Regions from separate parts of the Anser cygnoides genome. Here region 2 is linked to region 1. Evidence: chromatin contacts called from public Hi-C data. All regions are on one chromosome and are shown on one strand. Each heading gives the region's core, a stretch centred on a gene start, on an enhancer-like site or on the middle of the called end of the contact. The rest is flanking DNA. Distances are from core to core; before and after follow the strand shown. Region 1 holds the start of SPG7 (SPG7 matrix AAA peptidase subunit, paraplegin). Region 2 holds the start of CA5A (carbonic anhydrase 5A).

Region 1 (6,838 bases), core at 2,325-4,824:
TTTAGAAGTCTGAATTTCCCTTCTGGTTGCTTCAGCTCTGCATTTAATCCCTTGATCCATTATTGATGTAACGTCTGCGGATGGCGCAGTGGATACCTGACTCCAGGTATCCGTTCGCTCTGCTTGCAAAGTGCCGTGAGATGAGTCCGAGCTAAGAGGGGGGTGGTGGCACCCTGCAAGGGGCTTCCCGAGGTTCGGGTGGCAAGCACGCCTCACGGGGAGCATGAAAATAGGGGATGCAAGTTCTCAGACAAAGCAGGGCTGAGGGCTGTGTTGGCTGCGGAACCTGATTCCTCTTAGCCTGAAGAACACCCGGATGGGGCTGCTAACGCTGCTTCCTGTCCCTAACCTGCTCCGGGGATAAAGCAGGGATTTCAGGCTCCGATCCCGCACCTTCCCCCAGTAGTAAATACACGTAGCATTACCGAGTGATGTCATGGCTGGAGCACGTCCCAGTGAGGCCAAGCCTGGATCAGGTTAGATCTGTCTGCTCAGAGCGTTGGCTCGCTCCCAGCGGAGCATATTGCCAGGCCGGGGACGGTGACTGAAGCCACCTTTCCCAAGGTCATCTCTCGCACACGCAGAGAGGACAGCACTCGCCTCCCCCTACACGGCCCGGCCCGAGCCGCCCACGCACGAGTCGCAGCGCAGCCACCGTGGTTGCTGGCCGCACGCAGAGCAAAACTTCTCGCCTCTCCTTCCTGGCACCGCTTCGCGTTGGCACGGGCGAGGCGAGGACCCCAGCACCCCCTTCCTGGTGGCTCATCATCTGCTCGCCTCTGAGGCACAGTGTGAGAGGAGGAATAGGAATTGCGTCAACTGCAGCTACGTGGTGCGTCTGTAAATAACCCGTCCTGGCAGATTGGTCGCATCCAGGCCGGCGTCTTCTGGCTCAGAGGGTCCCAGCAAGAGCCCCGCAGACCTCAAACGCTGTTTGTGGCAGTCAGCGAGCCCACCCAGGCTCAGCCTGTGCTGGAGCTTGGGCCCATCCAGCTTCCAGCGCCCTGCATCGTTCAGTGGGTGCAGGTTTGCCTCCCTGAAGCTGCAGCAGAACCGTAAGGCAGGCAGGGCGAAGCCCATTTGGCCCCCCGTCGGGTCAGCCTGGTAGAAGGCAGTGAAGCCCCGTCTAAGCAAACTGCACTGCTTCGCTTCTGATCGGGCTGTAAGTCTATTTAAATGATGCAACTCTTTTAAAAATAGATCGCGCTTAATTAGCAACAGGTCTAATCGCAGAATCGGCGGAGGCAGTGCGACACGCCTTGAGTGAAGCTGAGGTGCGGGAGGTGCACGGCCCCAGTGGTGGGGGCCCTCAGCCCCTTGGTTCCTGGCGCACTTCGCTGTGGTCGCTGCATGCTGTGTTTCCGCACTGGAAATCCCGTGCCTCTCGCCTCTGTGGGCACAGCCCGAGCTAGAGGGAGCCTCCCCCCTCAGTCAGCATTTCCAGAGGAGCTATTTCCTCCTCCAAACGTAGCTGGAGTGTAAAATACCTCCCACCCTGGTCCCTCTGCGTGCCGGGTGAAGACGTGCGCTCGTCTCTGCCAGCAAAGGATGGTGGTGGCGAGGGCTGGCGTGGCTTGCACGGGGCCGGTGTTTGTGCTCAGCTCGAGCTATGACCGGCCCGTAGACATTAATTGCAACCAGTTTAATTTTGTGTCTGTAAATTAAGCTGTTTGACGATTAAGCCAGTGATACAGAGAGACTTCCAGGAGTGAGGAGGACATTAACATGCTAATAGACCTTGCTGGTAGAAGGTTTGCTTAGACACATCCCAGGGGGCAGATGACAATTAACATCCTAAGAGACTCTTCTAGAAAGAGGATGCTAATTCAGACCTGCTGGGAAGGGAGAGATCCTTCATACGGATAATTATTTATTATTATTTTATGTAGCCCTGCAACCTCCCATTCAAGAACGCCTGAGATACATTAGGACAGGTGAGTTGGGAGAACCAACCACAGTGACAGTCACTAAAGTTTTCCTGGAGCCACCAGAGGGGAGGGAGAAACACCTGCAGAAACCATCCTGGTCAGAAAAACAGGAGGGAAGAAAGAAACAGGACTTGACTTATTGAAAGGGAGTAAAACGGCACGTCAAAGGAAGTGGGCAGGAGGTTGGAGATCAGACCTGCAGGCCTGGCAAAGGGAACGTACATCGGAGTAGAGCAAGAAGGGTGTAACTGCGGCAGGAGGGAGGGGATGTTTGGGAGGAGACAGTTTACTCCGAACGTTGTCAAAACAGAGCAGGAGGGCACCACGGTGCAGTGAGGGCTGTTCAGGGCGAAACTCCTGGCGTGAGTGCAGAGCAAGAGGGCCCAGGCAGGGCTTGTGGGGCCAGAAGCCATGGAAAGCTCGCCCTGGACGGGTCAGGCAGATGGTCGTGGTTAGACAGAAGCTGGCAAACAGCTTGGCAGAGCCTGTCCTTGGGGAGCTGCAGCTCCTGAAGGACTTTTGTTATGGATTAAACCAGCCGTTACTGAAGTGCAGCCCGTGAACCTCTTCAGTTCCTGGGCCACCCTTAGCACAGTCTCCTGGGGAAAGCCGTGGATCTCCACGTCTGCGTTCGCTGGTGGTACTGGGCAGGTGCAGGGGGTACTGGGCAGGTACTGGGCAGGTGCAGGGGGAGCTCTGCAGGCTGCCATGGGCCCACAGGCCGAAAAGCCTGGAGGCTCTGCACCTGAACTTGCTTCCCCAGAAGCTTGATCAAAAGGTTGCTGTTGCCCCTAAGGTCTTCCACCTTACAGCTTTTACTGGTGTTTCTGGATGAACCAGGGGGAGGGCCTCTCATAGTCTTAACTGGCATGGCAGCGATCGCAAAACTTGTATTTTTGACTGACCTTTAGACCCTGAATTGGAAGGAGGGTGGAGTCATTGGAACCATGAAGAGACAAATTGTTCAGGTTGTGCTCTGAAATGCTTTTCTGCCCCAGAGAAACATTCGGTGGAGGACGTCAGGCCTACCAGCTCTGCCGGGTACAACTAGGGCAAAACGGAAGAGATTACACAAGATTCGGGATCAGGGACTTAAAATGCGATGACCTTTGTGGTATCTGTACACGGAGGCTGTAACACCACTCACAACCTTGATTTCAGTGTAACGCGTGAGCGGATTTTTGCACCGCCGTCAGGACTGCACGCCTGCACTGCCAAACACGGTTTACGGAGCTGGGAGCTGCCAAACGCACTGTGGGGGCTTTTCCTCAGAAAAGAGAGCCAGCTAACCCGCCTGATAAATGGCGTGTAGCTGTAAATACACACTGAATATTTATGTATATTCCAACGGTAAATACGTCTGTGCTCGTCCCAGTTCCGACGATACCTGGCGGTGCCTCAGGCGCGGCCGCCACCCCCCGCTCCCCTCAGACCGTACCGTGAGCTCCAGCAGGGCCGTTCTCCCTCAGCAGCGCCTGCCAAGGCCGGGCACAGCCCCGTTCCCCTCAGCCCCACCGGGCCGGGCCGGGCCGTGCCGGGCTCCCCGTGGCCGCGGTACCCGGGCCCGGCCGCCCCTTCGCCTCACGCCGCGCCATGACGAGGGCGGAGCCAAGGCGGCGCCGCCATCTTGCGGCATGGCAGCCCCGCGGCTGCCCGCCCGCCTCCAAGATGGCCGCCCGGCCTTCACCGGGCGCTTCCGGCCGCGCTGAGGCCTCCTCCCGGTGGCTCGGCGCTCCCTTCGGCGGCCCCGCGGCGCTCGTTCCCTGGCGGGCCCCCGGCGGAGCGGGCCGGGGCCGGGGCCGGGCCATGGCGCTGCTGCGGCTGCTGCTGCTCCGGGGGCGCTGCGCATGGCCGCGGCCCGCCCCGCCGCCAGCCCCGGCTTGGGCACGGCCTCGCCCGCAGCCCCGGGGCCTGCAGGTAACGGGGGGCGGCGGGGCCGGGGGGGGCTTGGTCGGAGCGCCCCGAAGGTGCCGTGCCACGGGTGAAGCGTTAGGAGCGTCCAGGAGGGCCGGCACGGGCTGAGGGCGCCTGGGCTGTCACCGCCGAGGCTCCTTTTCTCCCCCCTACGGTGTGCCGGTCCCTGCACCGGTCCCGGTACCGGCGGGACGGGTCCCCCCCCCCCTGCGGCACCCGGGTGGCCTCCAGGGCCCCTTCCAGCCCAAACCCCAAACGGTTGTGGGTCCGTACAGCACCCCCCCCTGCGGCTGTGCGCCATAAATGCGTTTTTTCCCCTGCCTTGCTGTGCTCCTGGTATTGTTTTGCTCTCAAACACACGCCCTTAATGCATACAGAAGTCACGGATCTTCTCTGAAGCAGGCCTGCGACATGATTTAACTCTGTTTTCTGCCTCAGCGCAGCGAACAAGTGCGGGCAGTCCAAGTAGGCAAAGGAAGAACAATTCCGAGACTGCTCTCTGAGAATCGTGCCAAGGTTTTTCTACTACCACAGCTCTGTCATCAATTTAAAGTAGCCCGAGCTGTTCTGTTCCAAAAAATACTGATCCCAGGAGGTTACCCTCTCAGGCAGACACAAACAGTTGTGCTGCTGACTGCCAGATGGGAAAAAAGAGGGATTTCAGGCAGGTCAGTGCTCCTGTCCAGCTTGCTGCACAGAAACTTGCCCCTGTGCATGAGAGGGGCAGCGAGACAGGGAGTCCCGTCTGAGGAAGGGAAGGGTGCGTTCAGTGAGGGTATTACTTCGTGTCAATTCTCAGATGCTAAGAAATTGCCCTTAAATGTGGATATAAACTGTGGGATTGCTGCGGAATGACCATGGGGAAAACAGCTGTGTTACCCTTACAGCAGGGTTACAGAGTAGTAGTTGTTCAGATTCCCTCCTGGGGGAGGGTATGTTTGCATTCTAGGAGTTGATTTCTAGCATATCTTTAGAGTGAGGAGCAGCGGTAGAGCGAGGAAAAAGATAAAAATTCCAAGTGTTTTGAATATATGTTTCTATTTATACGTGTGCTTACTTTAAACTGGGTTATAAACAACGTCTTCAAAGTCACATGGCAAGTTCACAGCACAATCAGGAATAATATTTGGGGCTTACAACTGCTCGTCCTGCAACTTAGCCACAATATTTTGATGTTTTGGAATTTCTGCCTCATGGGATACAGAAACGATAAGCAGTCGCAGAACTTTAACGATAGTTGTCTTTTTTTTCTCCTTTGTCTTTCTCTTCAGAGCCTTCTGTCACAAACACTTTCCCCCACATCTCAAGGCCTCAGTGGAGTCCTACTGAAACAACAAATAATTCGAGACCCTGCCAGGCTTTGGAATCTCTTAGGTGAGTCCCAAAGAGCAACTCAAATGAGAAACTTGGAGGGGAAAAAAGGTCTTATTTAGTAAGAATGTTGACTTTTCCTTACTTTTAATTCCTGAAACAAAGCTGTCCTGTTCTTGGCTTTGGGAGCAGAGTGCCATTTGCAGGGGTTCTAGGTTTTTGGTGGCAGAGATGAACAATGGCGTTTTTCCACAAGGAGCTCGGTGTGATTAAGTGAGCACTTGAGTCATTAGACCTAAAAGCTAATTTAAAAACAGCAGACTTCAAACTAGAGAATCTTCCTGTGCCTCATTAGCAAAGCCTAAGAAGAAAATGTTATTCACCTTAGAAATCATATCATGTAACCTTGCTAAAAGCCTTGCATTGGAGCAGGTTAAAAGTGGATGTTATAAGGTGTTATCTGAATTCTTAGAGCAAAAGTACAAAGCTGTAAAACAAAGGCAATTATTCTTCTCTCTTTCCTCTTCAAATTGGGAAGGCAGCTTTGCTGATGCTTTTGAGATTTGAACGAAAGCGGTCCCTGCTATTGCGACCACTGTGGGCCTGGTGAGCTCGAGCTGCTTTACCTTGAAGAGTTTGGTTTTTTTTGGGGGGGGTAGAGGGGCTCATTTGTTTTGGTTTGCCCCCTTTTTAAAAATAAAAATGAAAGAAAAAAGATATGCATGATCTTTCAAATGGCTGTGAATCCTCTAGTAGAAATAGCAGTTGACAAGCAGTCCAGCTCCTGGGCTTGCTTCTTTTTCCAGACCATGAGAAATAGAAGCTACAGTTCTTAAGTCAATTGCCTTGCTTCTGAAATTTTTGCGTTTTCCTGGCAAAAAGCCTTCACTTAATTGTTTTGTAGCAGCTGCCGTGGGTTTTACTGTTTGTAGCCATCCTTCCTTGGCTTTTATGAGAGTATCCTAACAGTGTGTACTGAGAAACCTGCATTGAGCTTCAGCAGATGATTTCCTCTAGCATGCGTTTACAGCTCTAGCGTGAGGCTGTTCTTCACTGACCCCACCAGTGTTAACTTTGGTTATGCCTTGGGGAACGTGTAAATGCTTCAGTACTGAAGGAATTTCTCCAAATGATTTTTTTTGCCATATTAAAACACTGTCTGAACAAACTCATATTTTGATTGGATTGTTGAGGAGTATATATTATATAAGGAAACCGAAGGAGTCTGTCCCTCCCAGTACTCCCTCTTGTGAGGCTGTCTCATTTCGGTGGCACACAAACGAAGCTGTGCACTTGGGTGGGTGTGGAACCGAGGTTTATGTGCGTTGGGAGCTCACGTGGATTTCTGCCATCCTTGGTCCACCTCTCTCACTGCCACCTGAGGTCTTTGGTAGTAACTGCTTGATTCTGCTTGCCTGCAGGTAGCACTTACTATTTTAGTACTTCAAGCTCTCGATGGAGTAACCATAAGAATGGAGGATTCAAGAAGAAATCTCCAAAGGAGGATGAGGGTATGTACATGCCAAAACGTATTTAATGGCATGAATCTTCTGTGTGTGTGTGAGGGACACGGGTGGAGGGCGTGGAAGATCAGCCTTAATGCTCATCTCTCTGGGTGCTGTAAAGTTGTTCCCGTAACGTACCAACTGTACGAGCCTGTGGCTATGAACGAGTTGGAAGGGGGA
Region 2 (6,838 bases), core at 2,092-4,591, 850 kb before region 1:
ATCCAGAAGAGACACTGGGAAGCGTCAGTCTTTGCATTGTTTTATCTTTTATTTATTGTCATAGCAGAAGTCCGAGCTATCACCACCCAGCTTGGTGAAAGACTCCTGTGAGTGGGAAGGGTAGGGGGGAAAGGTAAAAGATGAAATTCAGGAAAATGGTAGTGAGAGTGATGAACATTAAATTGAAGACTTTAACCAACAGCTCAATAGCCTAGCTTTACCAGGCTTCAAAACATGGACCATTTTTTCCAAGTCTTTGTCGCTGAACGGGCTGTTTATGCTGTCATCTGTGCGGAGCTGAACGTAATTGGATGTGCTTTTTGCTTTCAGTGCGTGTTATGCACAGGGTCTAGCCACCAGATGGAGGAACCCACAGGCTGGCTTATTCAGAGCTAGCATTTATTCACTGGCAGCTGAAACCAACCATTCCAAAGATGGTGTTTTTCTGAATCAGTTTGTTTTGGCATTTCCTGCGTGAATGTCATGGAATAGAGAAAGATTTAAGTAATCAATAGCGTCTGTCTTAAATTGAAGAGGAATGTGAGTAAAAACAGTTAGCATTTGTAGTTAATTTAATCAGTAGTGGTCTTGTGATCGAACAGCCTTGTATGAGCTCTTCCTGGAACGTTTGGTAGCACAAACTGAGTTTTGATTTCTCAGTGCAGCTCCCAATGGACAAGTGTTCACAGGAAAAAAAACACGGCATCATTTAGCCCCTTATTGGGAACTGACACGGATAACCCCCAAAATAATGAGTTTCTCTATCACATGTCAAGACAGAGATCTCAGCCCTTCTCCACTTTGCCTTCTTACTCCACCAAAGGATTTCAAATAATTTTCCTAGAGCAATACCGTTACCAATTAAACAGAAATGCCACACTAATAGTAATATGTTCCATTTCTGAAGTTTTAAATTCTATAGGCCTTAAGGTTTTGTGGTATATTAAGACTGAACAGGTAGGAAAGTGAGGAACTGTGCATAGGGATTCTGTGCTGCTGATTTTTAGGTTTCATTACTTTTTAATGAAGGGTCTAGATTTATATTTTCTCTATGGCTTCTGCAATCGGAAGTCATTGGACTTGCAGTCTTAATTTATTACTTCAAATATAAAGATGAATAAATAACAAAGTGAGGATACAGAATAATAAGAAATCTTTTTAACCATAGTTACAGTAGATTCTCCGGATTTCTCCTCTGAAGCAGTAATTCATATCACTGCACACGATGAGCAGTATGGTATGAGCCCAATCATTACCCTTTTAGGCACAGGTGTTGGTTTTAGCTGTTGAATCTCAAACATTAAAAAAGTTTGCTGATAATTACAGGTAAAGGAGTGATACAGATGTTGCTTGTGACTATTAGGATATGTTCTCATGTGTGTACATCCTTGTGCAAATGGGTGTACCTACAGTTGTACAGGCTTCTAATTAGAGCCTCTAATCTGAATTCGTTAGAAAAGCTGCTAGTACATACACCTAGTTAATACACTTAATCTGAATTTCGTAGAAAAGCTACTGTTTTGTAAGGCTAAAACATTGTTTTTATAAATATTACTGTGGGGCTTTTCTTTGACTAGACGAATGTCTTCATTTTTCATTATTAATGAAAAAAACAAGTTTCTAAACATGCTTGTAAGTGGAAAAAACTGATAAGGAAGGGAGTTTAAGGAACTTCAGTGTATTACTAAGAAAGTACTCTAAACATGTCAGAAAAGGAAAAAATACTGTCATGGATGCATACGTGACTTACATTTTGCATTAGGAACATGTTAATGGTTCTTCTTGTGGACGCTTCACTAGCAACAAAATCTAATGCTAATCTTGCTTCTAGAATTGGGCATCTTCTACAGATTTTAAAGGCACTTTTTAAATGAAGGTGAAAATACCGTTATGTTACTTGATTGAATACCCATTCTGTATTATATTTTCAGAATAAAACACGTTTTCTGTTCTGAGGAGCAAAAAAGGGAAAATTTAGACTGAGAACTCAGACAGATATTGCATACATTCTATAATTATAAAAACTGCTCTTTTTTCTCATGATTGATAGAGAAGCTTGCATATTATATCTTACATACAGCTTCCATGTCTGGGAATATATACACAGCACACACTGCACTCGGCAGCTAATCTATCTGTTTTTCTGAAGTGCTGGTCACTTAGTGGCAGAAAGTATTTTGGTGTCACCTTCCAAAATGCACTTACAAGTGTAGAGCTGTTAAACGTGGATGCTTATTGAATATTTCTTGTAACTTTCAGGAGAAACAAAGCCTTGTGCTAGTCTCCATCCATACTGCTTTGTGTTCTATCTGCCACATAAGATAAAATCAGCTGTTTTCTCATTATTTAAGTAAATATAAGTTTTATCGTTTGATAATTTAAATAGAGGAGAATCACATTGTAGTTTTCAAGGAGGAATATGGCTATTCTTTGAGAAAAGTAAGCTAAATATTTTTACAGAGGAAAAATAGTGGAAACAAAGGGATTTCTTAGATGTAAAATGTTACTCTTGACTATTGCTCCAGCTGCCATTATCTCCACACGAGCGAGTAGACGTGTAATCTCTGGCTGGCCTCATCACAAGTCATATCTGAAGATAAGTTAACCAGCATTTTAAATAACTAAGCCTTTGACATTTTAGTTTATGCATATATTGCACCTCAATAAGTCATTCACTGTAGATCTCCTAGACCCAAAATTTCAAGGGCTTTGTGGTTTGTACTTCTGTAGGGCCTTATTTTCAAAACTGAACATTGTAGTGTCTATTAAAGTCACCCAGAATCAGTTTGTATGAATTTCATTGGAGACAGTCAAAGCCTTGCTTGACAAAATTGTTTTAAAGCCTATTTCTTCATTAGAGTTAAGTTAAAATCACAAACTTAACGCACAGAAATAATGAACAATATTTTAATTGTGCATGTGGAGAGGAATCACGCAATTCAGTAAGGTATTTCTATCTCTCCTTTCTCTCCTTCTGTTCATTTTTTTCTTTAATCTCTCAGTCACATTCTCAAATTTCCCTTTTTAGTTACCTGACGAAAGAACAACAATTACATTTGTTATCTTTGTACCTCTGCATCTCTCTTACACAGGTGACAAAATGAAATACTTACACGCATCATTCCTGTCTTTATGAGTGCAGGTAGCCAGGCTGCAGAGTCGTGCTGGCGGACTCCAGAGCGTTTTCAGCTGCTTGTATAAATGTACCAGAGTATTTGTCTTCACGTTATTCATTATTATCACCTTGGAACTTGAAAACTTTGGTTAGTCAAACAGCCAGAGGAGCTTTCTGGAGTCTAGCAACCTATCAACACAGAGGAAAAAATGCTGTGGACATACAGCTTCAAGGGATCTCCAGGCCTATTTATAAAAAAAAATTGAGAGCACCCTTTCCTGGTTGGAGAGAGGGAGCTAACCAAACAGTTAATTTTCAACTTATCCCTGGAATGGCTTTTTTCATTGGCTCTAATTTAGTTGGAGGCTGGGCTAGTTGGTAATTATTTGTGCACTTTCCGGGCTTTCTCTCATGTGGCTCCAAGAATACCAAAGGGTTACAAAAACCACTCTTTTGTATGCAAGGAGAGGTTTCTTATCACTTCTTCACCCTACATTCTTTTGAATGCTGATAGCTAACAGTTGCTATCATTGACAGTTGTGGTTCTGAGGAGCGGTGACCGCTCAAGCTGAGGAATTTGCAGAAATCTCGTAGATACAAAGGCTTGCCCAGCAGAACAGGCGGAGCAGCCTCCTACAGAAAAGCATTGCAGCTCCTAGCACGTAATACAGTATTATTGCACCGTCAGGGTGAAGAAACTCTTTCTGAACTATAAGGTGTCTCATAAGAAGGATCATTTCTTACAGGTTAGAAACAGGAACAGACCCAAGGAACCATCATTACCCCTCCCACTCACTTAAGCTCAAAAACCACTTTGGCTCAGCCCTCTCCAGTGGGGAGAACAGGGTTTCCTGACCTGTTTCTTAGGGATGAAAGCATGAGGAGAGTTACTCCCTTATTTCCACGTACAATTCTAATAATGTTTGTTAGCTGATGTGGAAGATCCATATTTAAGTTACTCCCTTGCACTGTGGGACGTTTCTGTCACCAGATTGGCCTTCCTGCCCTAGCTGCAGAGAGAAGCACTTCTTACAGCTGTAGACCAAGCAACTCATTTTCCAGGGACTTTTTTTGTGGTGTTATTACAGGCCCTTTAGGATTAAGATGGAATGACATGAGAAAAGAGTGCCTGGGCACGCCAGGGAATGAGAGCCAGCCCTCTGACTGTGCCGCGGTCACTCTTAGCTCAATGCCCTCACCCACAGGGGCTGAGCACAGCAGGCAGAGCTGGGCACAGCTCAGTGGCCATCAGCAGTCCCAAACGCAGCAAGCAGCAGGTCCAAGGTCCAACCTGAGAGCCTGGACAGGAGCAAAAGGAGACAGGGCCAAACGCAAGCAACAACAGGGGTCCGAAGTCCTTCTTGGAGACAGGGCCAAAAGCAAGCCTGAAGACAAGTGCCCCAGCAACAAAACTTAAAAGGGCTGAGCCTGAGCTTAAACAGCCTCCTGGGTCATGGGTGGGAGTGTGGTGTAGGCTCCTGGTGAGCCTCAAGGCCATTAAGACTTATTATTGGCAACCTCAGCCTCAGGTTTTGTAAGGCCTTTAATAATTCTTACTTAAGTATTTGTAAAATTCATGTGGTCATTTTCCTCCGTTAAGCACATTGGAATGCATATTGTGAAAGCTACAGAACCTATCAGGGACAGAGCAAGCTGAAATGATAAGACTATCATACTAATGATAAGTATTCTGACATTAAAAATCAGTCCTTTCTTAATCCATAAAATGACATGTAAAGAATTTTTCACTATGTGTTTTTATGTAACAAATACTGGTATTTTGAATTAGAAACTTATTTGCTCATTGACATTTTCATTAAATACACGTGTATCTGTCATCTCTTACTGCCCAGTGGGTAAGTGCAAGGCTTAGGCTCAGGGAATCCTCTTTAGTATCCTAAAGTGGCAGGCGTATCTGTGTTATTTACTATTCCAACACCAACTATGTAGGAGAGTCTTTCTTAATAGTTGTTGTTTATTACCTCAGCTGCGTGCCTCAGAGTGTCTTAAGAGCAAGCCACTGTTAGCCAAGAGTTCTGTCTGCAAAAAAAGTGCAAAATCAGACTTCTGGTTTTGCTCGTAATTGTGGATAATCACGTACGTGGAGTGTAACTGGATACAATGGAAATGTGCTTACTTAGTTTTCGCAGGAACTGGAGAAGTAAAAATTGAGAAATTTCTGGCTGTTACTACCTGTCTGACTTTACTGTAAGGGCCTTCAGACTGGACAGAGAGGATCAATATTTGTTTTCTTTCTGATGTTTACTTGAGGGTTGCCAGTATGTACATTCTGTAGTCATTTAATTCTGTGCAGCCTTATCAACATTTTGATTCTGCTGAAGAACTATTCAAATCGCTCTGAATCAACAGCTTTCTTTCCTGAAAGAAAGGTGGCCGATGCACTGTATGTACTTTATTATTTACAGCTATTTCTGTGAAGTCCGAAGCTCAGTTCAGAGCCAGCAGGGAGCAAAACCTTGTTGCTTTTAGGACAAGAAGTATGGAAGTTAAGTGCAGCCACTGGAGAGAAACGCGTCCTCCTTGCTGAAATGCAAAGCCTAGACAGCTCAGAGTATAATCAGACGTGAGCACATTAACAATGTGAAGGAAAACTGTTACACCTGAGATGTTCTGCTCTTCTTTCCATCTTTCAGTTCCAGTTTTTGGCTTTGTTTCTTGGCCATGGGGCACTTAGTTCTCCTTTCACGGGAGTCCGTATTACAATATATTTTATCTATCTTTCTGTCCAGCGTGCTGTCTCTCACCATTTGGAATTCAAGCTTCAGAGAAGATAGAGGAAAAAATCTCTTAATTTCCCGATTCATGGAATATTTCAATCATAGTGTTTGAAGAAATCTGCTTCTCCTGGCATTATGCTTGCAAGGGTGTTCCTGTGCTAATATTGCCTTAATTGCAACATTGGCAAGCCAAGCCCAAAAAGTCCGGGGAAAAAAATAGGCTTACAATTTTACTATAGTTAGAAAGATATAAAGTGATTTCATAGTTAACATTTTCCTCATCTAGTTACGGCTTTATAACAGCTGACAGTATGATCAATCAAAGGGTGGGAAGCTGCGAGGTGTCCATGGGAAACCTCTGCAGCGGCTAAAAATATCACCTGGGGTAGCTGTCACAAGGCAGTCAGATCGTTTCTCTGTGGGCTTTCACACTCATTTCTCTGTGGATTGGCACACGCTTCCCATGGGTTACATATTACTTCAGCCTAAGGAGAGCTTTTCTTTCACATCCAGAACTTGCTAGAACTTTCGTTGATGTGATTGATCCCTCGCCCTCTAACCACCTCTGCTCTCTCCAGTTTTTTGTTCTCTCTCTTGCAACAGGGGGCCCCAAATTGGCCAGAGGATTCCACATACGTTCCCACAAGCGCTTAGGAGGGGGGGAACGGTCACTTGTCTTGATGTGCTGGCCATGCTCTTTCTAACGTAACCCTCTGAGCTGTTAATTCGCATCACCGCGAGGTGCATTGCTGAGCTTCTCAGTCAGTCCCTAGGCTGTACCAAACGCATGGGAATACACCAGCCAAAATGCAGGATTTTGTGTTTGTCTCTGTTAAATTCCTGAGCCCATCTGGCTTGTTGGCACTGCTCTGAATGGTAACCCCACTGCCCTGCACGTCAGCGAGCGTGGTGTTATATGGAAACTGCTGATGGGACTCCCACCACTGATGAAGGTTTACGCTTAATTTGTCGTACCTTTAACACC

The links. A called contact is a pair of places that touch in the nucleus more often than the background predicts.
Region 2: a Hi-C map of liver shows a contact between it and region 1, with 2.2 times the contacts expected there. The contact joins the promoter of CA5A here to the promoter of SPG7 in region 1. A contact is called at or near these places in 2 of 7 Hi-C or Micro-C datasets (both in liver).

Annotation. Positions count from the first base shown.
Region 1 is chr12:1,506,693-1,513,530 of Taihu_goose_T2T_genome, reverse strand. It overlaps SPG7 (SPG7 matrix AAA peptidase subunit, paraplegin), which reads left to right and starts at 3,574. Exons shown (of 17, transcript XM_048075057.2): 1 at 3,574-3,845; 2 at 5,114-5,216; 3 at 6,575-6,664. The coding sequence starts at 3,597.
Region 2 is chr12:2,357,954-2,364,791 of Taihu_goose_T2T_genome, reverse strand. It overlaps CA5A (carbonic anhydrase 5A), which reads right to left and starts at 3,341. Exons shown (of 7, transcript XM_013197592.3): 1 at 3,114-3,341. The coding sequence starts at 3,234.